4 separate regions of the Mus musculus genome follow, and regions 2, 3 and 4 are each linked to region 1. Evidence: chromatin contacts called from public HiChIP or PLAC-seq and promoter capture Hi-C data. All regions are on one chromosome and are shown on one strand. The core of a region is the stretch at or near the end of the contact, and the rest is flanking DNA. Distances in the headings are between cores, read along the strand shown. Region 1 holds the start of 1700096K18Rik (RIKEN cDNA 1700096K18 gene). Region 2 holds the start of 2700038G22Rik (RIKEN cDNA 2700038G22 gene). Region 3 holds the start of Fam126a (family with sequence similarity 126, member A). Region 4 holds the start of Nupl2 (nucleoporin like 2).

Region 1 (7,280 bases), core at 3,008-5,507:
TTAGCATCAGGGCAAGCTTACCCACTGAATGCACTTGACCCTCCCCTCCTCAGGATACCACAAGTGAGTTCTTTTCCCAAGTCTGGGCAGAAACATAATCTCCTCCAATTCTCACACCAACGCTGAACATAGTCAAGTCCAGTATTATTAGCCCCACTTGATAGAGGAAGAAACTGAGACTTATATGTGGTTGGGGGTGGCTGGCAGTTCCCAAGCCTGCAGGAGGAGGAATACCTGTGCAATGTGACCCCGCAAACCCTTCCAGGTCTAAGCTGTGTCCATCCTTCAATCTGATTTATCTGGAATGGCAATGCTAGCAGTGAGTGTCCTTTAAGAACCTGAGATGATCCCGTTGATGGCAGGCTAATTCTCCTAAACCGTTAGTTATACATTCCATTATCCTAGTAGCCCTCCAGGACAGGAACATTGCAGGGCTCAAAACCTATCCCGATCCCACAGTAGGCTCTCTGCCCTGGGGAGACCACGTGACTATCCTGCACACAGCACATACCGGTCCCACCCTGTTTCTACCCTGCCCCAGGGCGTGATCTGCTCAACACTTCCCATTCCCCAGGGCCAGGGAACTCTGGCTCAGAATGCAGGAAGCTGAGCACCTTTGAGCCAGAGCTGGACTCAGTGCTTGCTGAGCTCACAGGAGATCCTAGGTCAGCCCCTAGCTGGGAGCAACCAGATGACAGCAGACTTGGATGGAAAATGTTAGCTAAAGGGATGTCCACAGAAATTTTATTTAGAATTTCCACTTTTATTGAAAGTTAGATTGTTTTCATACAATATATTCTGATCACATGTTCCCCTTCTCCCACACACACCCTAACCCTCTCCCCACCTCCCCATACCCACAGGATTCTTTTTTGAGATGGTTTGGTTTGACATGTTTGTTTTTATAAACAGGGTCTCGTGTAGGCCAGGCTGGCCTCAAATTCACATGGCTACTGAGGCTAGCCTTGACCTCATGACTGACCAGCCTGCTTCTACAAGCCTCCACACCTCAGTTTGGGACTGGGTAGTTGTGCACAAATACAAGGGCATGTCTTTACCCTTAAAACTGACAGACAGACCAAGACTGGCATCACAGAGACCCAACGTTAACCAGCAGTCACCAAGCTCATCCTGTATGTTTGGGGCACGCAGGTTGGTGCTACATTTAAACTCCAGGGCAGCTGCTCTAAAACTGTCCTAGCCAAAGCCTGTGTCATAGAAACACCAGACAGGTCCAGCCACTGAGAGAGTGCTGGAGTGGGGGAGGAGAGAAGAACCTCTTTTTACTGTGTTCCTGCCCTGTGGGATGACACTTATAACCACCTCCAGGGCAGCAGCTGGGATCCCCTCCCCCACTGGAACCAGCATCCAGCAGAGCCTGGAGCTGCCCTGGGGAAAGGGGGGCTGCCTGCCAAGGATCTGCCCACCTGGGGCCACCGCCAGGGCCCGGCCCGAGCCCGGGGCCCAGTCAGACTCTGCAGTCTGTACACAACCTGAAACAAAGTGGGCAAAAGGCTGTCCTTGAGTCCACATGCCTTAGTTCTTACTCTGCTCATCAAGAAATAACAGGAAATAAAGTAAGAAAATGAAAGAATCATAAACTGTTTACAAGAGTAGCTCCTCTCCCAATTCTTGTTCACAGGTGTGTCTACACCATGGGGTCCAGCCAATAGGAAGACTGGGTTGCCTGTTGACTGGATCCCATCTCATGGAAGCATTTGTTTATCCACTAAGCATTTGCTAAACCTGCCCTAGCAAATAGAAAGAGCCCAGCTTGGAGGGAGAAGGGGAACCAGCCATTTTAAGTAAACAAGAAGGCTTCAGATGGTGCAGCATGCTTTGAAGGAAGTAACTGGGAGAGGACAGAAAGTACCTGGTTGGGGGCAGGGAAAGGACCCATTTCAGATCAGCTGACACTGAAGGCTGGCCTGAGAAGTCAGAAGAGATGCAGCTCCACACACAAGCCCCGAAGCCTCAAGTGCAAAGTTGGAAATGGGAAGCCCTGAGGGAAGGTTCTCAGTGTGCCTGGACTGCGCAAGCTAGGCACCTACAGAGCTGGGCCTCCCCCAGCCAGGATCCCGGAGCTCTGCAGACCTCGGGATGCAACCTAAAAGGCCACTTCTGTCAACTGGAATGCCTTAATGAGCCTGACAGGGCAATCTGCGGAGCCTGACCTGCATGCACACAAGATCATCTACTTTAGTAATTTTGAAAAAGTCATGGGTGTGGAGAGGGAGTGGCAGAGTAAGTGGGTCAGGGTCTTCTGTGGCCCAGGCTGGCCTTGAACTCCTGATTTTACTCCAGCCTCCCCAGCACTGGGATCTCAGGCAAGACCACCACACTCAACAGCTGTTTTGTTTTTGAGCTGGTTTCAAATAGCTCATACTGACCTTGAACTCCCCATGAGGCTGGCCTTGAATTCTTCCTGCCCCCAAATCCCAAATGCGGAGAGTACCAGAATTACCACAGTGGGGATTAAGACAACCCCCAGAAGACAGGGTTTCAATGCACAGCCCTGACAGGCCTGGGATCTGTAACCCTTCCTCTGCTCACCAGCAAAGGCTAGGCCAGTTTCAAATTTCAACTAAATTTCTCTTGGAGACTACATTGCACTGTGCAGTTTTATCAGTTTATTTCTTCTCTCTCCCCTCCCCCTCCCCCCCACCCCTTGGTTTCTCAGTGTAGCCCTGGCTGTCCTGGAACTCACTCTTGTAGACCAGGCTGGCCTCAAACTAAGAAATGCGCCTGCCTCTGCCTCTCATGAGCTGAGATTAAAGGCATGAGCCACCACTGCCCAGCTTATTTCTATTCTCTAAAACGATTTAAAAAAGCTAGCTCAATTATAGAAAGTACACATGTAAATTTTAAATGTCAATATTGCATAAACAATGGAAATTTGACTGCTACTCAGGAAAGGCAGCCTATTATTTTTGGAGTAACAAATTTGGTCACTTTAGGAACTAAGTCCTGGGACTGCAAAGATGACTCAGGTTCACAGCTCTGGCTCTTCCAGAGGACTTTAGTTCAATTCCGAGCACCCACAAGGTAGCTTGCGACTGTAACTCCGACTGGAATCTAACATCCTTACACAGACATACAGGCAGGCAAAACACCAATGCACATAAAATGAAAATTAATTAAAAAAATTCAATCCCAGGGTGGAGAGATGAAACCTTCTGCAGAGGAGCCCCCAAGTTAGGTGGCCCACAACCAGCGGCTCCAGGAACCCAGCGGCCGCCCTCTCTGGCTTCTGCAGTCAAACCCCGTACCAAGGAACTAGCGAGTTCCAAACCAGTCAGAGATACAAAGGGAGAGGTGAGATCCTGTTTGAAGAAACCTCCAAACCTAAGACACACCCAAAGAAAAGCACTACCCCCACCACCATCAACAACAAAATGTTTGAATGATCTGGGCCGTCCAGTTCCTTTCTGGAACCAAAACCAGCTAATATTGATATTGACGTTTATCACTTAACCCCTCTCCCTGATTTCGAAATGAAGTCTGTTCCACTCAGCCGAATTTAAGGAGAGGTGTGAGGGAATGAAGGCGGTGTGCGTGGGGGCTGGGGAAGAAGGAGTTGAAAGGGGCGGGGTGCGGCGGGGTACAGAGGCAAATGTAGATCGCTGCTACATTGAGTTTGGGACCGGGACCAGGTATCGAGGCCCGGGCTCCCAGACCCAAAGAAAGCAGGAAGAAACGCAGCAAAGAGGGAGGGAAGCCGACAGAAACCGGAATGCCCACGGGAACAAACTCAACAGTGACCAGCTGGAATCCACCGCGGACCATAGGAGGCAAGGCGCCTGGCGCGAGGGGCCAATAGGAGGACGAGCCGAAAGAGGGGCGCTGCAAGGCCAACCCGAGGACCAGCAAGACTGGGGGCGGGGCCTCTGGGACGAAGCCAATGACTGGGAGAGCGGCCTGGGACGCGTGGCCAATGGCAGGGCGAGCTGGGTTGGGGCGTGGCCCCTGGTTTGAAGCCAATGGCAGGGAGTACAGCTTGGGCGAGGCCAGTGGGAGCTCGAGGGTGGGGGAGGAGCCAGACCCGGAAGACAGTGGGGGCGGGGAGCCGCGATGACAACCTGTCAAGTCCACTTCGGGACGAACTAGGTCACGCGCTTCTTGTAGCTCCGGCGCCCCCGCCCCGCGAGGCCCTGCGGGTGGCCCCGGGGCCGGGCCGCACCGCTTCCTCTTCCTGCCCGCGGGGGTGGGGGCGGGGCGGACACCTGCCGTTCGCCGGCCCGCTCCAGCCTTCGGGCTGCCGAAGGTCTCCTAGCCTTCGGGCCAGTGCCCGCCGATCCTCCGGGAGCCAGGTCCGCGATCTCCGGCGCCCGCCGTGGGCTCGGGAAAGCGCACAGCGCACTACTTGTCGCGGAGGGATCCGGCCCCTGAGTTACCTGTTCTCCACTCGGAGCTGACCTCGGTCCAAGGGCCCGCAAGTCCGCCTCACCGAGAAGTAATACAGGTTCGGATCCGCGCCGCCGACCTCACAATGGCGCGGGCGTCCAGCCACTGTCACGCAGCATCCCGTGCGATTATTCGCCCAGAGCCTCACTGCTTAGGGGACCACGGCGGGGCCCTTCTCCCTCTCGCTCATTCAGAAGATGAGAACGTCCCCGCACGACACAACGACGCTGTTTTAACAATACCCAACTAACTCTGCTCTTCCAAACTGCACACACTTAAAGGTGACATGGCCACAGACGCTGGGTTGCAATACTACGCTGGAATTCTGCACTAATTATTTAAAAGCTTTCTTACAGTACTACAGCGAAACGACCGGTTACAAACCTTTCATTTTCGTTCGAACACCGTACTCTAACCAATGGATATTTTGTGAATACTTCTATTCAGTATCTCTAGATTTTTAAAAAAAAAAACCCAAATGTAAAGAAAGACATTACCAAATGAGTGGTTCATCAGTGAAATAATTTGTTTTGCCTTTACATTTTAGCCTTTTTGGAAGGCACATTATTTGCAGTATACACAGATATAAATTTTGTACATTTAAAATAGCCTGTATAGCCTTTTTGTCGTTCTTTCTTGAAGCCCCTCCCACTCTGAAGATTCTTTCGCTTCTATTAATTTTAAGTCTGGTTAAAAAAATAGTGCTTGAGGCCATCCTGGTCTACAGAGTGAGTTCCAGGACAGCCATGGTTAAAAGAGAAACCCTGTCTCAAAAAAACCAAAACAAACAAAAAAAAAATAGTGCTTAAATTAAACATAAAAACAATTAGCATTTACATTTGAATAATGCTTCTTCATGTTTATTACCATGTACATTACTAGGAACTGGAAGTCCAATCTTGTAAAAAATTAAAATTCAAGACAGGCCTTTATAGTGAGGTTATTGTCTTTTCATTATAACTCATTTTTTACAGCCAGCTAATTTTCCAGAGGGAATTACTGTTCCTATCTTTAGTCAATTTGGTTAAGAATTCTTTGCCTTTAAATATATAAAAATGTTTGTGTATGATTTTATTTTTCTGTGAGAGCATTAAGGTTAGAGGACAACTTGTGGGCATGCTATTCTTTTACCTAGGAATGGAACGCATTTCCACCCTGTGACAGGGTCTCATGTATCCTTAGATAGCCTGGAACTCACCTGTATAGATCACATTGACTGAAATTTCAGAGATTCCTCTGCCCCTCTATTCCTGGGATTAAAGGTGTACAACACTGCCACCAGCATTAAAAATTGTCTTTATACGTCTCTGGTTTTTTTTTTTTTTTTTTTTTTTTTTTTGGTTTTTCGAGACAGGGTTTCTCTGTATAGCCCTAGCTGTCCTGGAACTCACTTTGTAGACCAGGCTGGCCTCGAACTCAGAAATCCACCTGCCTCTGCCTCCCAAGTGCTGGGATTAAAGGCGTGCGCCACCACGCCCAGCACGTCTCTGTTTTTACATTACCTATATGTAACTGTCCACTGAGGCCAGAAGAAAGTCGTGGATCCCTGGAGCTTGGGTTAATTCCAAAAGGTTGTACGCCAGCTTTTGGTACTGGGAAGTGATCTTGGGTCCTTGGAAGAAGCAGCAAGCACTCTTAACCCAGGAGACAGCCTCCTGGCCACACCTCCCTTTTGTTTTTAATTTCCAAGATTTTGAAGTCTTTTCCCATTGAAGGCTGTTTAATTCTTCCATCTCCTTGGGAATAGAACCCAGAACTTGCCCATGCGCAGTGCGCTGGTCATTCTTTACTGTCAGTTAATATTAAGCAGACTATACAACTACAAAGGTTTTCTTCCTTCAACAAAAAAAAAATACACCTTGATATTAGCAATAAGCAAAGTCAACAGTGTCAAAAACATGAGTATGAACTCCTGTCATGGACTTATCCCATTGGTATTACAACTTATGACTTATCCCATAGGTATTACAATAGGAAGTCATGTTAAACTTCTGACAACTTGCTGTCCATGCTCTGCTGGTACTCTCTCCAGCTCTTCATGACTTTTCTTGCCTTCTTCCCCTGATCAGAAGTGAGATGTTAATTTGTGATCTCCTATAACAAGATGACCAGTGTGTTCTTTTCTGCACCCATAAGTCTCAAGAACTCTTGTTTTCTTTCTTCATTGCCCAAGTCTGCTGCCTCCCAATTGCTAGGTACAAGATTACCGCCGGGGGAAGCTGAACGCTTCACCTCGTGCATGCATATGAGACTCCTGGGCAGCACTCATGGCAGCTGGGATCCCGTCGGGGGAAGTGCCAAACATATCCTGTCGCAGTTTTCCTCAAATGTAACACCAGCAGCCCTCACCCAGCAAGCAGCTGGCCCAAGCAGCGCCACTCCAGAACGCAGAGCCCCTCCGGGCCTTCTCCAGCACAGTCCTTTTGTTTTATTTCTGAGATAGGGTCTCAGATACCCAATGATGGCCTTGAATTCAGTATGTATCCTAGGCTGGCCTCAAGTTTTAGAGACTCCTCTGGCCTCAGACTTCTGTATTGCTGAGATAAAGGCCTATGCCACTAGGCACAGCTTATTTTTCTTAAACGTTTTAATGCAGTGTGTCATTTTAAAACTGGCCAATCACGTAAGAAAAACTACTTGGTGTGAGCAAGGAAGAGCTGCCTCCCACCCCCTTGCCAGCTGCTGCAGGAGGGAGGGCAGCCCTCTTGCCTAGGCAGCACCTCCCTTGAGAGCTGGTAGAGCTGGCGCTGGTGGTGTGCTGGGGAGTCAGGCCTGAGAGATAGCGTTCTGGAAAGCTAGCCCTGTCCCTTGAAGCCGGCTGCAGGCAAGGGAGCTGCCCTTCCCCCCCTCCCTTTTTTTTTTTTTTTTTTTCCCCC
Region 2 (7,280 bases), core at 1,477-3,976, 1.7 Mb before region 1:
CTTTACAAAGAGATTTGCTGTAGTCACATTTGATCTGTCTATGTTCCACAAAGAGATTGAGGTATGGCCCTGCAGTGGCCCACGCCTTTACTCCCAGCACTCAGGAGGCAGAGGCAGGAAGAGCTCTGAGTTTGAGTACCAGAACAGCCAGGGAAACACAGAGAAACTTTGTCTTGAAAAGCCAGAGAGGGGTAGGGGGTGGAGGAAGTGAAAGAGTAAAACGTAAAAACAAAATTCTAGGCCTTTGGGCCCAGGTTTGGAGTGTGGCCTTTGTGGCTCAGTGCTTCAAGGTGTGCTGGTCATAAAACAGATAGCAACATTCCTCCACCCACCCGCTTCCTGGGTTCAAAGAGTGTTCATTCAAAGAATGTGCTATTGTTAGGGGCTCTTAGAAACTGTCTTGAGAAATAACCCTCACAATTACCAGGTATTCCTCGTGACTCTTGTGACTTTGCACTTCCTTGTGACTCTTAACTGGTATTTTTGGTATTTTCCAACAACGCCCTCCCCACCTCCTTGAGTTGTGGTTTCTTCCTTTAAATACCCCCTTATCCAGCTACTCGGCGCCCCACGGTCCTCTACCCCTGCATGGTGTATGACCGTGGGCCTGAGAGCGCTCTTGAATAAAAATCCTCTTGCAGTTTGCAGCAAGACCGTTTCTTGTGAGTGATTTTGGGGTGTTGCCTCTCCTGAGTCAGAACGTGGGGGAGTCCTCACGTTGTGGGTCTTTCAGAAGGAGGGAGAGGAGGGGAGGGAGAAGGGAGACAGAGAGACTGACCTAGGTATGCTTCCTGTGCATGTGGGATTGAGGTAACCATTGTAGGAGGCTGTAGCCTCCCCCTTAGGCTGCCTGAGCGGCACCTTAAAGATGGTGCCTGCCGGATGCAGAGCTGGTGGTGTAAACAAATCTATATTTGGTGGAGACGCGCCCCTGCCGCCCTGATTGGCTGAAGCCTTGTGCCTGGTGAGGTGACGTGGCCTGCCGTGAGTGGATGCGGGCTGAGAGTATATAAGAGTGAGAGGCCCGGGGTTGGGGGAGAGAGATGAAGAGGGAGAGAGATGAAGACTGAAGGTTGCCGAATAAACTGCTGTTAGAAGAACTGGTGGTCTTGTCGTTCGGGCTGGTCGAGGACGAATGCAACAAACCATCACAAGGATAGTTTTGGCCACACTGTGCTGTGCTTAAGTATACCTAAAATAAATAACTGAGGTCTGACTGCCAAAGTTTTGTCAGCGCTGACCACTGAGCCCTGTGGAGCTGACCTGCCTTGTATCCTCACCTCCCAAGGCTCCTCTCTCTGATGCCCATGCAGGCTGCAGAGACCTCTGCAGGGCGGGGAGGACTAGTGAAGAGTCTAGCTGAGTCAGTGACGCCCAGTGATAGAACTTGTCTCAAAAAATAATGTGGAGAATAATTGAGGGAAAGAAACACCAACCTGTGACCTCCACGTGCATGGGCAACACGAGCACAAACACAAAGACACTCACGTACACATACTGAGAAACAAATAGAGAAACAGTTTAAGGTGCCTATAGATATGTTCTTGTGTTGGGGTCTAAAAATCCAAAACAACCCGAGCAGGTTCAAGAGTCCCCCCAAAGCAAGATCTTTATTTGAATTAGGCAGCAAAAATCAACCAGTTAGGAACAGCAGCACAGACTCCGTCTGACTGCGTCTTCGAACATCTTAGTAAGTATTTAAGCAGATGACAAAGATGTATTGCACTCGGGCTGCTGCTGATCAATCAGGGCCATAGAAGAGACTCAGGAACTGAACTGCAACCCCAAGCCAGAATGGTACGGGGCTTTTAAGCTTGAAATCCATAAACGTCTGTGCTAAGTTATCCCACCAATCAGGACTTAGGGGTAGGGGACTTCCTTAAGAGCACGTCTTTGTGGTGCACTTACTCTGTTCCTACAGGACTCAACTGCAGCGTTCATGTTGAAGTGCACTCACCTAGCATCCATGCTTCTACTCACCAAGCAGGAAGTCAGTTACCCAGGGAGGTCTTGGGAACTTAAACTTTGAGTTAAGGCCTGTTCCAAATGGCTTCAGTTGGTTCCTTCTTACACCACTGTCTTCTGAATTCTCCTCTTGCGTTCCCACAAGCAATGGATGAGTGGGGTCTGGGGTGCAGGCGTTTTGATAAGTGTGTAAGTGGTACCATGGTGGTGTCTTACTTTTCAGTTCCTCAGTGGCCTGTGACGCTTAACATACCAAGAGCACACAAAGAGTAGGCAACTCTTTTGAGGGCTGTTGCTATAAGGAGAAATAAAAGGTGGCTTACTTGTGGCAGGATGTAGCAGGAATTTAATGGCGGATGTTTTGGTCTGTTTGGTTGGTTTACGTTTTGTTTTTACATGGCTAGAGAGATGGTTTGCCGCTTAAACAGTGTTCTGTTCTTGTAGAGGACCTGAATTTAGTTCCCAGCATTCAATTTAGGAGGCTCACAGCTGTCTGTGAGTCCAGCTCCAGGGAAGCTGACACCTATGTCTGGCATTTTGAGCACATGCAAATATCACAGACAGACATAGTTTAAGTCTTTTTGGGGAAGCGGGCGGGGCCAGTGGCTCTGGTGCCGCCAGGGGGCGCGTGAGGGCCGGCGCTGGAGTCAGGCGGGAACGGGGGAAGGGGCGGGCAGGAGGGGCGCTGGGCCACTCTGGTTGGCTGAGCCCCGGTGCTCAATGTCCGGTCGGTTTTAAACTCGGTCCCGCCCTGGCGCCCAGCTCTTCCGCCGCGGCGCGCTCCTGGTAAGTACTCTCCCCATTGCGAGTCCCAGGACCACGCCACGTGGTCTTGGCGATTTTCACGGCGCTCGCCCGTGGCGCGGGTCCCTGCCCATACGCGTCCCTTCTGTGTGGGACAGGCGATCAGCCTTGCGCTGCCCGGATTTGTCCCCTCTCGGATGGAGGCGCGGCGTCCGGACAGCCCGGGTCCTGGGCACACTCGGGGCTTCCCGCCCGCCCAGGACTCCGATGACGGGGACATCGACTATTTAGGAAGCGAATGAGATCAGAGCTCGGAAAGTAGCAGGAGGCAGGATAATCCCAGTGTCAGCAAGGGCAGGGGTGATTTCGCCCACGCAGGCGCGTCCTCGCCGCCGCACGTGTCCTTTAATTGCTGCTTGGCACAAAGGCTGGGCTTTTTGTTTTGTGCTCATTTGTTTTAAGGTTTGAGGGTATATTCAGGCGGATACCTGCAACCGAGTCCAGCAGGGACCTCTGCCTACAGGACCTGGATTACCCTACTGCTGACACAGACCCAGCCTGTCTGGGTTTTGGGTCCTGGGAGAAATCTGAGCCACTGGATTAGCACTTAAGCAAGGTGACTTATAAGCAATGATTTAGGAATCGTGATTTGGAATTCCTAAGACCGGGTATAGGTGTTTAGCGAGCACCCAGGAGTCCTCCCTGTTTAAGAGGTGACTGATTGAGACACCAATTAAAAGTAAATATCATGGTTGGAGAGATGACTCAGTGGTTAAGAGTACTGACAGCTCTTCTAGAGTTCCCGAGTTAAATTCTCAGCAACCACATGGTGGCTCACAACCATCTGTAATGAGATCTGATGCCCTCCTCTGGTGTTGTCTGGAGATAGCAACAGTGCACTCATATAGAAGAAATAAATCTTTTTAAAAGATTATTAGATTATTGAGACAGATTGTCATACTGGCCCAGAGAATATTTGTGCTCTAGGACCCTAAGTATTGGCATTTATGGACATAAGCCACTGTGCCTGGTAAAGGACATTTTAGAGGAAAAATAGGCTTGTGGGCTCTTGTAAACAAGTTCCCTGTGTTGTAGTTTTCTTTCCGTTAGAGGTTAGGGTTCTGTTGAGCCCCTTCGAGAGTGAAGGGCAGCATGAGCCACCTTCTAAGGTAAGGAGTTATTTTTCCCTTCCTCATTCAGGCTCAGGAGACACATCTGACGCTGCTTCTGGTTTTGAAATCAGAGAAAATGTTTCACTTTCTTAAAGGAAGAGTACTGCTATTACCTGCAGTACTATTTGCTTCTAAACATTAAGAGTTTTTGCTTCTGGGGTGGAAATAGTGGGAAAGATGGCCCAGAGGGAATAAAATGGACTCCCAGCTGTCAGCAGTATGAAGATTAGAGCTCTGTGCAGGAATAAATGCTAGTCAGAGGCAGGCCTTCCATCACCAGATGCAGCTAGGAGCCACCAGGAAGGTCCTTTCTGAAGGAAGCTGTGGCTGCTGCTTGTAACAGTGCTGGTTCTTTTTTCTTTTGAGCAGATGAGTGCTGTGTCCAGGATGATCATGAATTCAAGGTATGTGTTAGATGGCAAGTTTGGCTTTCCAGGCATAATTCCAGGAACAGTTCTTGGCCAAGGATGAGAACTCTAACCTGACTGGATACGCTGCTGTGATGGGTTAAAGGATTTACCTGAGGCCAATAGAACAGGCAGGAATTTAATGCAGTCACCCCATGTCTTTTTAAAGTAGATGAGGGGTTGGAGAATGGAGTGAGAGGGCTTAGCAGTGCCAAGCCCGTTACCTTTGATTCTGGGACCTGGTGGAGAGAGCCAGCTCTCTAGAGTTATTCTTGCACCTTCATGTGTGTGCTAGCACACGTGTGTGCACACTCAAAATAATAAATGTAATAAATGGGAGCGTTGGTGAATGTTTAATACTTAGAGGGTGATATGGCTTTGCATTTCAAGTTGTGTTCAAACATTTCTGAGTAGATCCACCCAATGTACTGGGTAGTACATTAAGTGTTCTATTTATACTAAAAGATGGTTAATGTCAACATAGTCCACACATGGGTGTGTTGCTTTATTTATTAAGTAATGGTTGCAGATGTACTTACCTCTGGTGTTCCTTCTGCAGCTCTGGAGCTTGAGATGAACTGGTCCGACTTCTAGAAGAGAAGGTAGGCATCTGTGTGTAGAGTCAAGGTTTTAGGTTACCTGTTCCCCTTCATATCGGGAACGGGTGAATTCTGAGGCATTCTCATTGTATATAGAGAGCATGAGAATTTTGTGTCTGTAGAACGAAGTTCCATTATTTAGTTTTCTATGCGTCAGCCCTACTCTGAAACATGTCACAATGTTAACATAAAAGATCTTTTGAAAAAATTGGCTTTATTTATAAAATTTTTACTTTTATGTTTGCTTGCATGTCTGTTCCATATGTGTGCAGTGCCCCTGGAGGCCAGAAGAGGGCATCAAGAAATTTTTTTTGAAAATTTTAGTTTTATTTATAAAACTTTTTTATATGTTTTGCCTGCATGTCTGTACCATGTGTGTGCAGTGCCCGTGGAGGCCAGAAGAGGGCATCAAATCCCCCTGGAATTGGAGTTACACTTGGTTGCTAGGAATTGAACCTAACTCCAAGAAGAGCAGGCAGCCAGGGCTCCTAATTGCTGAGCCCTAAACTTTGGCAGCTCAGAATTGTCCAACACATAGTTGAGAGATCTAGTCCTCCCAGGAGAGTGAGTTGTATGGTAGGATCCTTTTGGTGTCCTGGCTTAATACCCACCATGTGTACTCTAGCTGTAGCTGGAATGAGCAAATAGCCTATGTGATTTAAACTACCATGTCAATGCCTCATTATGTTCAAATGCTCTGTAGAGAAATGAAGCAAAAAGTTAATGTTTTCAGAGAACTCATAATTCCAAGTAAGAGTCTTGAATATATGGAGTGAAAGAGCTTTACATTGTCCACGATGATGCGCTGTGGCGCTCCCAGGCATGAGCAGAGTAAACTTGGCAACTATGGTCTGGTGGGGGTGGGGTGGTGGCCACAGTCTCACCAGATCTTCATCCAACTGGCAGACACTACCCATCTCCAATGCAGGAATCTCGCTCTAGGGCCCTAGCCCTACCCCGAGGCCCACTGGTCTCTCATCTCTAATAAATGATTGTTTCTTATCTCTAGGTTCCCCCCCCCCCCCCAGGAAAAGCCAGTGCAGTTACCTGACAGTGAGTAAACCCGATGTTTCTTGTGGTTTCGTCAGATCTACCATCGCCTGCCAGCCTGACCTGCTTTGACCCCGCAGACTGTCCCTGTCCCCTCTGAACAAAAGGATGGCTGTTGCACAGCAGCCCTATGGTTTGGTTGCTGCAGGTACTTAAAATGGCTGTCTGAACTTAAACTGGGAGGGTAGCCATTAGGAGATAGAAACCTACCTCCCATATTTCTTAGGAGTCTTGTGATTTGGAGACTCCATTTGTTCTTCATTCCTCCCTAAATGGCCAACCACCGTGGGCAAGGGTTCACCTGCCACTCATAAGCCTAGCCTGAGCTGTGCAGTGGTGCTGCATACCTTTAATCCTGGCAGAGGCGGGTGCATTTCTGAATATGAGGCCAGCCTGGCCTACAGAGCAAATTCCAAAACAGCTAAGGCTACACAGAGAAACCAAACCACTCCAGCCTGATTGTTTCAAGTACAGACCTTTCCTGAAGGTTCAGGCTTGGGCCTACTCAACTCCATAGGCCCAAAGGCTAATTCTTGATAAAGTCAGTTAGGCTTCTGTTTCCTTGCTAGACACCTGGCCTCTCAGAGTCAAGTAACCTTCCCTCTCCCCTGACTTGATTTATATAAGCCAGTCCTGCTAGTTCAATAATTGAGCTGTTCTCCGAAACAGTATCCTAGGGTAGAAACATAGATTTAGCGGTGAAGATGACCAGACCAAGTCTGCAGCCACCAAAACAAGATTACTAGTTCTCAGAAAAAATTTCCTGCCCTTCCCTGCACTGAATTCCAAAGAAAACCACAAAGTGCCCTGATCTTGCCACCAAAATTCCCTGAGATACTAATTAGCTGACCAATGAATTTACAAATATATTGCTGCTTTGCTGACCAATCACAATATGACTATTCAACCCTCCATAAAAAGAGTATAAAAAGAGCTGTGCTTGGGCTGGTGAGATGGCTCAGTGGGTAAGAGCACCCGACTGCTCTTCCAAAGGTCCAGTGTTCAAGTCCCAGCAACCACATGGTGGCTCACAACCATCCGTAACAATGTCTGATGCCCTCTTCTGGAGTGTCTGAAGACAGCTACAGTGTACTTCTTAAATAAATAAATAAATCTTAAAAAAAAAAAAAAAGAGCTGTGCTTTTAGAGCTGGGGGTTGACTCTCCTTGTGAGGCTGAGCAACCCCGAGCGCGCACGCATGGGAGCAATAAACATCTTGCCATTGCAACAATCTGTCGTCAGGTTGTGTCTTGGGGGTCTTACACCTCGGTTGTTGATACCTACGGAACCCTTGTCTAAGACCTTGCTCCACATTTCCTCTGTCCTGACACCACCAGTGGGCA
Region 3 (7,280 bases), core at 2,936-5,435, 1.5 Mb before region 1:
AGCCTACTGGTGCTGACATCGAGCCTATGGGGGGTTGGGGGGACATATGCAATGCACAGACAACAGAAGCTGTGATTTTAGACAAAAATTGTCTTTCAACTCCCTACACTTAACTTTAGCTGAGACTTAACATCTGAGTCCTATTTTAACTGTAAAATAGGAATGATAATCCCTATTTCATAGAGTTTACAATTAAATTTAAAGTACTTAGAAAAGACTTAAGCCCAATTTGAGATCTCCACAAACACATTTATACAGCTCAACTATTTTCAACCTGCCAAGGGCAGAAGGAAAAGCTCCTCATGTCCTTTGCTCAGACTCTCTCTGTATTCAGAAAACAATGCACTACAAAGCTTATGGGCCGGGAGAATGGTGCACTATGAGATCATCCTCATACATGTCAGAAACAGGCGACTATCAAGAAACTTTATCTCCAGAACAGCACCAGAGTCTACTGGAGACGTCTACAACCACCCATCAACAGGTTAAAACAGCGACACATGCTCATCTCAACATTCTGAGGGCATGTGATCAGATTTAATATCACACCTCAAAAAAAAAGACAAAAGAGCATTTTAAAAACAGATCTTAAGTAAAGTTTTTGAACGTCTGACTATGTAGCCCTAAAGGTTTCTTGTGCACCACGGATTGTCGTCTTGGGATTGTCTAGCCTACCACAGGGTTCATTCTTGGAGAAAACAGATTCCTCCTCTCACAAACACCGACTAATGCCTGTAGCTCTTCCTTCATGGAAGAAACCTCATGAGAATTCCCCCATCCACACTTGACATGTCACTTGGTACAGTTATGTTTTGGTCTGGTTTAGGAAACCATATTGTTGCGATTTCCTGGTGCACACGTGATTTCCATCATATATGGAAGACACTTGTATAGCAGACATTCCAGCTCTGTCCTCTGACTCCTAGCAATCTTCCCATCCCCTCTTCCATGATGTCCTCTGAGCCATAGGTGTGGAGGATATGTTGAAATGCATTAACTGGGGCTAAGCACCCGGGTCATAATCAATTGCTAAATGTCCTTCCTCCATTCAGATAGGCAGCCTAACTCTGGAGGACTAAAAAGAAGCCTTAGCAGCACTTGCATTTCAAAAAGAAGCAACAAACTGCTAATTCCCGTCCAACACAACCCCGCCCCCCAAAAAACCCCTGACAAAGCCTTCCACAGTGATACCACAGGTCTTCTTCTGAAGAACCTCTGTTCTCACAATACTAGGATGCTCTCTTCACTTTTTTGTGGACCTTTAAAGGGCACTTTAGGAAACCAATCTTGGTACTACTGATAACTGACAATTAAAACAAAGAAATACAGTCGTCATTATCTTGTTTCTTATTAGAGATGTTGCCTTCAGAAATGTATTTCTTACTGATCACCGTTGTCTCCGGCTCCCCAAGGACTAACTAGGATTAATCACCTCATACCCACCGGCAGAGGTTTTGCCTTGACGCTGCTCTTTATTCATGCATGCACAAACATGAAATTCTTTCGACCTATGCTCTACTGTGGGGGGCTTCTTATAAAAGACTTACTTTACATGTCTGAGTGTTTTTTTCTGCAAATGTGTGTGAAAAACACGAGTGCCTGGTGCCTCTGAAGGTCAGAAGAAGGCATCTAATCTGGAACTGGAGCTAAGAATGGTTGTGAATAGCAACCATGTGGGTACTAGGAACCAAACCAGAGTCCTCTGCAAGAACAAGTGCTCTTAATTACAGAGCCAGTTCTCCTGCCCCTCAAGTGGTTTTTCAACCATGTTCACACATTAAAAATATCTAGGAAATCAACAATATGTTTAAAAACATAAACTTTACAGGAAAGTATCCAATACCAACAGAAAGTGTTCCCTAAGAATCAGAAGGAAACAAAGGATACAAACAATCTTAGGAGGTGATATGTGGGTTTGTTATTTTAATTGTGGCAATGATTTTATAAATATTAACATATTAAATATTAAGTGTCACAATTGAAATATGTATGTATTATACTTCAGAGAGTTCTTGTTTAATTAAATGCTGTTGTCTAGGTCCTATCCTGCCCTTGCTGGAAACAGGGTGGGGAAGGTTCCTTCTGAGAGTAAAAATTTTAAGTTCTGCAAAATACTATATGTGGCCAAGACAGAGAAATGCTATTCCATAGCCAGCATTTTCTCCTTTCTTTCCTTCCATTTTCTTGAAAAGTCTCACTCACACATCTCTACTTTATTGCCATAAGTAATCTTATGACTGGTTTTGGAGCTACACTCTTAAAAGTCACCTATGAAGATTTCTTAGGCTTGATTACAAATAGGCAACAGGATGCTGAATAAAAGTGAACTAGAAGATATACTTAAACTTATTGTCAAAATTACACCATTCTTTAAAAATGTAACCAAAGGGGATTTTATAAAATAGAAGAATAAAAACAAACAAAAAAGTAGAAAAAGGAAAGCAGGGTCCTTCAGTATGGCTCTGGTGGTAAAAGCTCTTGCCACCAAGCCTGATGAAAGGAAAGACAGAACTCTGTCTGCATTGACCCAACCCAGTCTCCACCTGGCATGCATACCCAGAGACTGTAGCTACTGATTATTAACGGGATTTCTAATTTGTTTCTGGAAATAATGTTAATAAATCAAATGACTGTAAAATGAGTCAATTGTAGAGTCTGGTTTCTAAATACATGCTGGGCTTCCCCCTTACTACTAAAGTGAAATTATCTGAATACTTGATTTTGATACCACTCCTGACAAAGAAACCTTTCCCCTTTCTTGTCCTTCAGTGTACTTCAAAAACGTGATACAAAGAGTCATCTTATAAACCTTAAAATGTATTCACCTAAAGGGGAAAAGTGGTCACAAACGATCGGGGGTGGGGGTTGGGGGGAGGAGGCTGGTGCCATTGGCAACAGAGCAGTCCTAGGAAAACACACCTCCCAGAACTATCGCATTGTTTCAAGGTTACCCTAATCTTTGTGGCTTTATGTAGATAAAAGTTGTAACAACTGAAAACCTCAAACTGCAACGCGTGGCATGAACCACAGGGCTGGCACATCTCCTGCAAAACCTACCTTGTTACCCAAAGGACACCCAGTGTACAGAAAGCCAGTGTTACCCTGCATGCAACCAGTAGCAGTCTCTGTATCGCAGCAGCACTCCCCCTACCTGAGCAGTGGAGCCGCTGCCCGCGTGCAATAGCGTTTTATCCCAGAAGCGATTCAGTGCAGTGCAAAACCACTAGGGCCAAATTCTTCAGGAACCTCTAAACTCTAAAGGTACAAAGCAAACACATGCACGCTGCAGGGCAGAGACCCAGTTTTGCTGAAGCTTGCAAACCTGGGGTGTTTTCGTGCGGGGAGGGGGGGGGCAAGGAAGGAAAAAAGAACGAAAGGAAGAAAAGAAAGAAAAAAGAAAGAAGCTTACAAAAAAACAAAAACAAAAAACCGTTCAGTGGACAGAAAACCCTGTCGATCCTCGAGGGCGGTCACAGCAGCCGCAGAAGAGGCAGAACTCCAGGGTCCAGCGCGGCGCAGGCAGAAGAGGAGCTCTCCTGGTGGTGGACAGACAGACCGGTCTGGCACTCCGAACCCCCAGCCCCACGGGATTCAAGACCCGAGCGAGCACCGCTCTGAAGAGCACCGGGTCTGCGGAGCCAGCGTGGGCGGCGAGGCCAGGCTTTGGGCGGCGCGGACGGGTGGGCAGTGGCCATAGGCTACGGTGGGCTCTGTGCTAGGCCGACCCTGGGGCACCCCCAGCTCATCGCCCAACCGGGAACGGAGCCTCGTTCACAGCGGGCAGCCGGCCGCGGCCAACTTAGGGTTCTCGGGCCGCGCCTCGCGCGGGAGCCGTTACCCGCAACGGGCCGCCGCCCCAGGACGAAGTCCTACCCGCCGCCGGCAACAGCTTCAGCCCCGCTCCTCCCAGACCAAAGAAAGTTCTCGGTCTCCCGGCGCCTCAGGGGCCGGCGTACGGCTCGCGGCAGACTCACCAGAGCAGCTCCGGACCTACCGCGGCCTCCCCCCACGACCACGGCGACCACGGCGACCACGGCGACCGGGCGACTGCGCTCCGCCGGCAGCCGCGCCACCTGCCCCTCTCCTTCTAGCAGCACGAGTCCGGGCGAGCCATCTTCCCTCCTCTCTCTGACTGACAACCCAGCCCGGACAGCCGCCACTGCCGCCAGCCTCTCTGACAGGCACCACCAGAGACCCGTCCCCAAGCAGCCAACCACCACCGTCCCACACTGGATCAGCCTATCACTGACCCCCAGGGTGGGCCCAGAACAACTTCTCCACCAATGAGAATCTGAAACTATTGATGGGGGGGGGGCGATTTGAGTGGGCGTGGTCTGCGCGATGGGCGTGGTCCGGGAACGCCCAGGGGAGACGATTGACTGTGTGGTTAGTGGTGACAACTAAGAAGTTCCATGAAGGTCTCAGGATCTCTCTGAGCCCTTTAGACCTTAAGTCTTACCAGATGCTTTAAAACGTAATCAGAAAAGGACAGCAAGCTGATATTCAATTACTCGAATCATTTCCCAAAAGTATATCAAAATTTGACCGGATTCTGGGGGGTGTGTGTGGGGTGTGTGTGTGTGTGTGTGTGTGTGTGTGTGTGTGTGTGTCTGTGTGTGTGTGTGTGTGTCTGTCTGTCTGTCTGTCTGTCTGTCTGTCTGTCTGTGTCTGTGTGATTTCGGAAATAGCAATTAAAATACTACCTTTTCTTATGTTCATTGCTTTTGACTTTAGCCTTGAAAATTTCAAATATGGTGTCTAAAAGACAACTGAAGAGTTAAAAAAAATATTACTGCTTTTGCACCCATGTGGAAGCTCACAACCTCTATAACTTCAGTCTCAGGGGATCAGTAGCCCTCTTCTGGCCTCTGCCCTCATCCAGGTACACATGCACCTAACACACACACACACACATAAATTAAAAGAATTTTAATAGTAAAAGGGAGGATGGAGAGTTGGCTCAGAGCTTAAGAGCACTTGCTGATCTTCCAGATGAATGGGGTTCAGTTCCCAGCACCCACATCAGGACTCTAGTACAGCAGATCTGACACTTCTGGCCTCGAAGGTATCTGCACACATATGGTACACATACATACATACACACTCAGCCATACATATATACACATTAAATAAATAAATATTTTTCTTTAGAAAAAAATTAAGTATATTTCTCTACTTTTTTCCATAAGCCATTTTTCGTCTTCCACACCTACTTATCCTACAGATAACGTTTTATATATATATATATATATATATATATAGCCAATACAGCATATGCTCCGAGCTCCCCCTATTACAACCCTCTCAACTCAAATCTGGTTGAATTAGAAAGAAAGAGAGAGAGAGAGAGAGAGAGAGAGAGAGAGGAAGGAAGGAAGGAAGGAAGGAAGGAAGGAAGGAAGGAAGGAAAGAAAGAAAGAAAGAAAGAAAGAAAGAAAGAAAGAAAGAAAGAAAGAAAGAAAGAAAGAAAGAAAGAAAGAAAGAAAGAAAGAGAGGAAGAAGGCAAATTTCAACCTGGAAGAAAGGAAGTCATTCTAAGTTAATGCTAGAGATGACAAAATGTCTCCCAAAACACTAAGCAAGTTTTTAAAACATACCAAAGAAATAATAAGCACATATTATATACATATACACATACACATATACATATATATATATTGAACATTGTATATACATATGTATATACATACATGAAGTCAACCAGGCCATGTTGTTAGGCTTCATTAAGCACATTGCAAAAACAAGATGATGGTGTTAAATCCAACACAACCATGCCCAATGGGCAAAAAGAACACAAGGCAAGAAAAATGAAGAGTTCCACAGGGAAGATGTCTGAGTCTATCTGAAAAGATGGGTACATCTGAGATGAAAGGGCAAGCCTCTACTCCCAGCTACCAGCACATGTTTGAGGCTAGCCTGGGCAACTTGGTAAGAGCCCATCAAAATTATTTTTACAAAGGGCAGAGGGTAAAGTTCAGCTGTAGAGCACCGGCTGGTATGTGCTAAGCCCCAAGTTCAATATTTAGTACCAAAAAAACCAAATGTTTTAAGTCAAGGGCCATTTCAGAAAGAGAGCAGCATGCCCTAAGTCACAAAGTGGCCAGGAAGCACAAGAACGAGTGTGGCGAAGGGTGAAAGGTCACACACCAGCTTACAGCAAAACTAGCTATAGGCATGATAAAAGATGCTTACACCAGCACCATTCACAGTGGGGCCTGCAATGCTGGGAGTGGTCTCTATGGCATTGTCCAAAATGGCAACAACTCACTAAATCTGGGTATTGAGCACTTGGGATAGGGTATGGTTTGGGTTTTGGTTTCTTTTTGTAGAGAATCTCTTCTAAGCATCATCTGTCAATAAAAAATGTCTATAGCCAATGAGTTGAGGCAGGAAATAGGAGGTGGGGCACTGGCAAGATGAAAGAGGATTCTGGGAAACAGGAGAGGTATAAAGAAGAGATTCAAGGGAACCGCTGAGGAAGATGCTAAGGAAGAAGCAGGTCTGGCCTGAAGGAGAGGTAACTAGTCATGCAGATAACATAGGATGGTGTGAATGGGTTAAATGAGTTATGAGCTCGTTAGAGAACAAGCCAAAGCATATGGCCAAGGCATTTTATAATAAGTAATTAATCTCAGAGTTGACATTCCAGGAGCAGAGGCTTCAGGAAAAAAAAAATGGATTTTTTTTTTTTTTCAGAAAGGGGAGATTCACCTGCGAATATGTGGTGAGATGGATGCCTGGCACCTGAGCACAGGTAACCAGCCATGTGGCAGAATGTACATTCAAGTAAATGGGTTAATTTAAGTTATATCTAGCCAGAGAAGAGCCTAACTATATGGACAAGGTATTTGTAAATATATTTTGTGTCTGAGTCTTATTTCTGGGAGGATGGGACTAGGAAGAAGAACTAGACCTAACTTCTACATCTTAAAAAATTTATTGGTGTGTGTGTGTGTGTGTGTGTGTGTGTGTGTGTGTGTGTGTGTGTGTGTGTGTGTGTGTGTATGTGTGTGTGCATGTGTGTGTATGTGTATATGTGTGTATGTGTGTGTGCATGTGTGTGTATGTGTGTGTGTGCATGTGTGTGTGTGTGTGATACATGTGCATAGGTGTGTATGTGCTGTGGTATAGAATTGTTTCTCTCCTTCCCTCTCTATATGAGTTCCAGAGATCAAACTCAGGTGGTCAGCCCCTTATGGCAAGTGCCTTAAAGCAGTAAGCCATGATGCCAGCCCAGGAGCTCTGGTTTTAATATAATTTTAATAACCTAGGGTTTATGT
Region 4 (7,280 bases), core at 1,656-4,155, 1.4 Mb before region 1:
CTTTTATTCACTTGATGTAATTGTCATCTCAGGCTCACTGCCTCTGTCTGCTAACCTAGGTGAGGTCCTGGAAGCTTCCAGCCTCCATACAATCTTATCTAGGCCTAGAATGTTTTCATCTTTTGAGACTTACTGCTGAACAAGCTCACCCTTTCTAGCTCTTTCTATACTCTGGCTGGTTCAACTTAGCTGTTCTGGCTCAAACTGATTCAATCTGGCTTCTCAGTCTCTGACTGTTGTAAATATTTTTATGTAAGATGTTGAAATTTGCACTATTTTAAAATGTGGCTATTTGAGCTGGGCAGTGGTGGCACACGCCTTTAATCCCAGCACTTGGGAGGCAGAGGCAGGCGGATTTCTGAGTTCGAGGCCAGCCTGGTCTACAGAGTGAGTTCCAGGACAGCTTAGGGCTACACAGAGAAACCCTGTCTCGAAAAAACGAAAAAAAAAAATGTGGCTATTTGAAGCTGGAGAGGTGGCACTGTATCTTGCAGAAGGACCTGGGTGTGGTCCTTTGCATCCACTCGGAGGCTCACGATCATCTACAACTCTAGTTTAGGGGGATTCAGTGCCCTCTTTCTAGCTACCTCAAGTACCAGGCACACAATGAAGCACATGCATACATGCAGGAAAACATGAGAAAAATTGTTAACATAGCTAAATTTTCTGATGACAAAATACTCATTTATTACACTGTAATCACACTGATAGAGCAGTTACCCCTGTAGAATAGGCAGCACTGTTAAAATATTTTGACTATATTAGCTGTTCTTTTTAGGCTGCTGATTAACTAGAACACATAACATTTTATAAAGCTTTCTATAAAGTTCCTTTACTCCTAATAACCTGTATCATGTTCCTAATAAGAACACGTCTTCCCCCAAACCAGAACTATCATTCACAATTCTAAAGGATAATGGGTAAAAGTAAACTATTCAAAGTATATTACTTCATATACAAATTGCTTTGTATTCAAATTTCTTTGTATATAAAGTACATTTCATTACTTTTTCAAAAAGTTCCTTTCCTATAATGTACTCTGCTTTCATTTCAGTAGATACTGGGTTTGTCAGTGTTCTGTCCTTTGAAGTGCTTTATTTTGATGATACATGGGTTTTACTTTTGAGAATCACAATTTGAGTATGAATGTTTAGTAGACAAAACTTGTTCCATATTATAACAGTAACTGTGGCTCTGTGGTCTAGTTTTTAAAACTTGTCATTATAGTGTCATGAAAATGTTTGAGTCATGAGGCATTTTAATACACCAATATCAAAATGTGCCATTTAATAAAGTTATTCAACTAAATCTATATTCTTTTTTGACTGTTTGCATTAGGTAAAATCCAATTTACTCCATCCAATATGGCACCAAACCAGTTCTCATTAAACTTCAGTAAACTGGTATTATGAAAGAGCATTTTGTGGGTTGCAGCATTAAATCCTGATTGATCCTTTTGAACCCCTTAATTTTTCCTCCAAAGATTTTTAAGGTTTCACTCTGATATTACCAGTTTTACTCCTTTTAAACATAACTCAATTTGTTGTGGGCGGGTGTGAAGATTCAAAATAGTGGCAGTTCTCACTTTGGTAAGCTGAGGCAGGAGGATGACTGAGACCATGCTAGATTACACCTACATATAGAGCTATCTAGATTGTGTTTCCTATTACTATGACAAACCCTGGTAAAAGCAACCTCAGAAGCATGTGTTGATTCTGGCTCACAGATTAAGGTACAGTCTAGCACAGCTTGGACGGGATTTCAACAGGAGCATGAGACAGCTGGGCACATTGTATTTGCAGTCTAGCAACAGCAATGGATGTTCAACTTGAATTTGCCTTTTTATTCAGTGTGTGCCCACTCCTTTGAGAATGCAGTCCTCATTAAGGGTACATCTTTCCAGTTCAACCTTTGTGAAAGCATCTTCACAGACATGCTCAAAGGTGTGTATCTATGGGGATCTAAGTCTGACCCTCCAAGTCCAGAGATTTGTGTCTATGGTGATTCTAAAAGTAATCAAGTTGACAGTATTTACCATCACAAGTGTTAGGATTACTAGTTAGAGTTTTGCTTTTGATCTCTCCATCCTCTAGCATAACCAAAATATAAAATGAGACTCAAGGTATACTTTGAGTCTGAGGAGTCTCTAAGCTGCCTTCAACTCTTAGTTTATCCCCATTCTCCAATTTTAATTTCCAAGAGCAATTTCATTTCATTGTTATATAATGTACTTGTTTTATACTGATACAGGGTCCTGCATGAGAACTGTAAAGATAATAAATGAAACGTAGTGGGTGTACGGTTTTGATCTTAGCACTAAGGTAGGTGGATTTCTGTGGGTTCGAGGCCAGCTAGTAAGACCGTATCTCAACAAAACAAACAAAACAAACAAAAAACAGTAAATTGGATACTTTCAGAAAACCTTTATCTGAAACTGCTCCTGAGGAAAATCGGGCTGCTTCTGTGTCGGTTTTACTCTTTGTCATTTTTCCTGATGAAATTTCAAAAGGCAACATTTACGTGAAATTTTAAGACATTACCGACTAAGAAACTAATAGATGCTTTTCGCCTGCATTGAGTCCTGTTTCCTGGTTACAGCTGGCTTTCTGTAAATAATCTCTCTTGATAAACAGATTTTTTTTCGTTGTTAAGCCCATTTTTACCTCCCCCCCCCCCAAGTAAATGTAAAGAACGAATGAGTCTCGCAGACTGTATACAGCCAACTAGAGGGTTGCTGGTTGTCTGCTATATCTGGTATTCTCTAGATTCGGGTCCGGGTTCAGGTCCGGGTCCGGGTCCGGGTCAGGGATCCAACGACCGCGTCCCATTTCAGCATACCCGAGCGCTGACAGCTCTGCTCTTCTTAAATCCCATTGGCTAAAGCCCACGCGGCTCACGGCACACTGGTCACAGAGCCTCTGGGCGCGGGGCGATGACGTCACACTAGCCGGGCCTCGGTTGCTGGAGCCTGGGCCCTCGCCGGCGACCGCGAGCAGGGTCGAGCTGGGACGGCGCTACCATGACCATATGCCAGTTTTTCCTTCAAGGCCGGTGCCGCTTCGGAGACCGCTGCTGGAACGAGCATCCCGGCGCCCGGGGTGCGGGCGGGGCTCGGCAGCCGCCACCGCAGCAGCAGCCACCCTCAGGTGACGGTCTGGGAGCCTTGAGCCAGGGCCACTTGCTGCGGACGCACACCTCCACCCCGGGCCCCTGCCCTGGCATGCGACGTCTCACCCCCAGTAGTTTGACAAGTCGTTTCTGATCGTCACACGTGGACAGGCGTTTGGACTTGGGTGCTCCTGTCAAACACTGCGTTTTTAAATTAGAGATATCTTCATCAAAACCTCCTTTTTGGTGAATGGCAGTGGTAGGGAGAATTCACGTGGGTTCATTCAGACCCCTTTCTCTACTCTTTCCCCTTCCTTGTCCGTGATCACAAGCTCTTAAAATCTGGGCTTTAGTTAGTAGCTTCCGACACTGGGTCAAGAACCTTACAAGTTTTGTGGAAAGGGTATTCAGGGGTTAGACATTAAACCAGCACAAAACAAGGTTTTAGAAGTCAGATAAATACGTTTTGTTCTCTTAATTTTGGAACCTAGTTTTTTGTTTGTTTTGGTTTTTAGGTTTTCAGAGATCGGCTTTCTCTGTGTAACAGCCCTAGCTGTCCTGAAAAACTCTTTGTAGACCAGGCTGGCCTTGAACTCACAGAGATCCACCTGCCTCTGCCTCCTGAGTGCTGAAATTAAAGTCATGTGCTACCACTGCCCAGTGGAACCTAGTTCGTGACGTTGTCAGTGGGTGCTTCTCTTTCCCCTTCTCTTTAAGGCTCCTCCAGCCCCTGTGTTCATGCTGGTTTCATATTTCCAGTCTTTTCGTGGAGGAGACAGATTGTATCATCTACAATGCTTCTAGTGAAAGACTCCAAATTAGGAGTCAGGTTCCGATAGATACTGGTATACTCCCAGGGACTGCTGAGAGGAATGTTTGCCATTTGGTCTCTGGAAACCTACTTTAAATGTAGTAATTTGCAAGTAAATGTTCAGTAGATAGATAATTAGGGGAAAAATACAAATAAAACTTTAGAATGAAAAGAAAGAAAAAGAATGCTTTGTAATTTTAAGGCCCACATTTGGGCCTTAAATACCTCTCTCTTTCCCTCTGCTCTGCTCCATCTTACGTAGCTTCCTGTTCCTCCTCCTGTGAGAGCTGGGCATATCCTATTCTGTCAAATTTTTCTCTGATTTGTCACTTTGTCTGGCACTCAATTAGATACCACTTTCAAACATAGCTGCTTCCTTCTACAGACTAACTTTACTTTCGATGTCTGAGATTAAAGCTGTGTACTAAAGGCATGTCTATTTCAGCCAGAGGAGTACTCTATCAGTCTGTTTTTAGTATATATTAAGTGATATATTTTCTAAATCCTAAGATAAATTACCTTTATCCTAGCATAAACTAGGAAGTGATAAGATTAAAAACAGTATCAAAACCTGAAACAAGTCCTATTGGCTTATTATTATTATTTTATGAGTTGTTAGAAATCTACGCTATACTTTACCTATTAGTAAGCTCTGCGATCTCTATATGAAGGATAGGTTGTGGGCATTGTGTCCACAAAGTAAAGACAGAGGCAAACACTTTTTAAATACCTATTTAAGGACAGAAAGTAAAATTTAACCCTTTTTATTATCCAGTTTATTCATTGTTCTCTTTCATTCATTGTCTCTATGGCCCAGTGCAGAAGCATACACACACATCCAATGATAGGTCAAATGAGGGCCTTGACCGAGCTGGGCTCACCGCAAAGCTTTTAGAGATGTTTAGAGTATTTTTTATTTATTCCCTCATGGTCAATTTAATAGGCTTAACACTGAACTCACCGATATGTCTTTATATTTCTATGATCACATTGATCTCACTTTGTTGTTGCTTTTTGTCAGCTTGGGTTTTGGGGTTTTTATTTGCTTTTTGAGATGAGGCCTCACTATATAGTTCTGACTGACCTGGAACTTAGAGACCTGCCTGTCTCTCCCTCCACAGTGCTGTGATTAAATTCTTACACCAACACACCTGGCCTTGATCTCATTTTTTAATATAAAGAGAACATTATGTGACTTGTTATAACATATAACAAACTATAACTCATAAAGGGATTGTCATTTAAAACTAGTAGAAAATAGCACTGTGTATAATGTCAAGACATAATAACATAAAATGTAATAGAGATCTTCAAGATTGGAAAAATTTACCAATTTTCTGATTGTTTGTTTTCTTGATTATTTTAGGGAATAACCGTCGAGGGTGGAATGCCAGCAGCCAGAGGTACTCCAACGTCATCCAGCCTTCCAGCTTCCCCAAGTCCACACCATGGGGTGGCAGCAGAGATCAGGACAAACCACCATTCGGCTCTTTTGATTCTGGGGCTTCTACCAGCAGAGGCTTTGGGTCATCTCAAAACCCTTTTGCTTCACCTCTCTCTGATGAGCAGAAAGATGAAAAGAAACTTCTGTGAGTTAAAAGTGTTGTAGAAAATCAATTGCTTAGCTTTTCCAGAAGCAATTACAGTGTTTTCAGTAAGCAAAACAAGAAAAAGAAGTCACCCGTGGCCCTGTGGCTCAGCCAGTCTGTTCACACTGTGAGCTTCTCAGACCTCATCACTTAGTGTGCGTTCTTAGGTTTGTCTGCTCTGGTCCACTTCCTGCTGTACTAGCATATTTCAAAGGTCAGTCTTGCTTAAACTAAAGTCGGTGTGCTCTGTGCTCTTTACAGAGTATCGGGTAACTCAGAACAATCGCTATCCTCAAGGGTACTGATAATATCACATATTTTTCTTTGTAAAACCTTTATTTCAGTTTCCCTATTTGAAGTTCCATAAAGAGTGAATTTTTAGGTTAGTTTGGGGTGTATTTTTTTTAAGGGGACAAGCAGGCTTTGTTTTATTTGAAAGCAGGGTCTCCCTATGTAGTCCAGGCTGGTTTGTAACTCAGGTCTCACTGCCTCTCTGTCTCCAGAGTGTTGTCACTTCACCAGCCATTTGTTTCTGAAATGCTGAGGACTGTGCCTAAATCTTCAAGCATCAATTGTGTGTGTGTGTGTGTGTGTATGTGTGTGTGTGTGTGTGTGTGTGTGTGTGTGTGTGTGTAACAAGGCAAAGTTCTATTGTGATCCTAAGTGTAATAGCATCCTTTGTGATACCTATCACTTTAGTAGTTAATGGTCACATTCGATATGAAAGAAACATTAATTTAGAGTCAAATGTATAACTTTGTTCAGATTTGCTGTTAAGTGCACAGATCTGAAGGCTGGAGAGGTGGCTTAGCAGTTAAGAACATTGGCTGTCTTTCCAGGGGACCTGAGTTCAATTTCCAGTACCCACACAGCAGCTCACAACTTTTGGTAACTCCAGTTCCAAGGGATTCAACACCCTCACACAGACATACACCAAGGCACATAAAGCTAAAAATAAATTATTTAAAAGTATATGTTTTAAGTACATGGACCTGTTTCCTATATTACAAAGTAGAAAATTTAAGTAAAATATATCTGAAGTCCTATAACCCACTCTTAAATTTTAATGATTCTCTATAACTGGTAGTGGTACTTTTTATTGTTTCCAGTTAAAAATACTGTGCATTGTATTTAGTTCTTTAAAAAATATTATATTTATGATAATTCTTAAGTATATGGATTAGTTTTTCTATTAATTAAAAAGATAGCACTATTAATTATTCTTTATTATTTGTAACTACAAAATACAAGGTGTTTGTTGTTTTGGAAACAGTGTACAGCCCAGATTGACCTTAAACTCACTGTGTTACCTGCCTGGCCTCAAAATTCTCCTCAATCACCCAGGTGCTAGGACTGCAGCTGTGTTCCACCATGCTCAGGTTGTCATTCATAGTTCTGTGAACTTCTGAGGTAGAAAAGAGTCTTCAGAAAAGAAGATGGTGGTGGCACACGCCTTTAATCTGGCACTTCGGAGGCAGAGGCAGGAGGAGCTCTGAATTGAAGCCAGCCTGGCCTACAGAGTGAGTTCCAGGACAGCCAGGGCTACAGAAAGAAACCCTGTCTCAAAAAACAAAACAAAAACAAAAAAAGAAAAGAAAATTAAAAATATGTAAACTTATGTATTTACTAGAATTTAAATTTTTAGTCACTTAACTTCATAAGTAACAAATTTTAATGAGCAAGTAAAATATCCATTACTCTCATTTTTCTTTCTTTTCTTCTTTTTCCAGGGAAGGAATTGTTAAGGACGTAGAAGTTTGGGAGTCGTCGGG

What was found. Promoter capture Hi-C pulls out the DNA fragments that hold promoters and counts their contacts. HiChIP or PLAC-seq counts read pairs in DNA pulled down with a chosen protein or histone mark.
Region 2: a contact with region 1 is called in a promoter capture Hi-C map of liver, with 3 times the contacts expected there. The contact joins the promoter of 2700038G22Rik here to the promoter of 1700096K18Rik in region 1. A contact is called at or near these places in 3 of 39 promoter capture datasets (liver, neutrophils and pre-B cells) and 1 of 484 Hi-C or Micro-C datasets (CD8 T cells).
Region 3: an H3K27ac HiChIP or PLAC-seq map of extraembryonic endoderm stem cells shows a contact between it and region 1, with 7 times the contacts expected there. The contact joins the promoter of Fam126a here to the promoter of 1700096K18Rik in region 1. A contact is called at or near these places in 1 of 39 promoter capture datasets (pre-B cells) and 1 of 115 datasets of contacts at active chromatin or transcription factors (extraembryonic endoderm stem cells).
Region 4: a contact with region 1 is called in a promoter capture Hi-C map of liver, with 4 times the contacts expected there. The contact joins the promoter of Nupl2 here to the promoter of 1700096K18Rik in region 1. A contact is called at or near these places in 3 of 39 promoter capture datasets (hematopoietic stem and progenitor cells, liver and pre-B cells) and 1 of 115 datasets of contacts at active chromatin or transcription factors (pancreatic cancer cells).

Annotation. Positions count from the first base shown.
Region 1 is chr5:25,525,761-25,533,040 of GRCm38.p6, forward strand. 1700096K18Rik (RIKEN cDNA 1700096K18 gene) reads left to right here and starts at 4,258. Exons shown (of 1, transcript NR_027388.1): 1 at 4,258-5,706.
Region 2 is chr5:23,847,871-23,855,150 of GRCm38.p6, forward strand. 2700038G22Rik (RIKEN cDNA 2700038G22 gene) reads left to right here and starts at 2,727. Exons shown (of 4, transcript NR_045042.1): 1 at 2,727-2,751; 2 at 4,251-4,285; 3 at 4,848-4,890; 4 at 5,916-7,163. Gm42228 (a long non-coding RNA gene) reads right to left here and starts at 5,169. Exons shown (of 2, transcript XR_880875.3): 1 at 4,828-5,169; 2 at 1,584-2,260. Snord93 (small nucleolar RNA, C/D box 93) reads left to right here and starts at 4,363; the gene lies at 4,363-4,407.
Region 3 is chr5:24,026,505-24,033,784 of GRCm38.p6, forward strand. Fam126a (family with sequence similarity 126, member A) reads right to left here and starts at 4,186. Exons shown (of 11, transcript NM_053090.3): 1 at 3,975-4,186.
Region 4 is chr5:24,162,058-24,169,337 of GRCm38.p6, forward strand. It overlaps Nupl2 (nucleoporin like 2), which reads left to right and starts at 2,906. Exons shown (of 7, transcript NM_153092.4): 1 at 2,906-3,146; 2 at 5,286-5,508; 3 at 7,239-7,280. The coding sequence starts at 3,020. It also overlaps a transcript of Klhl7 not described here.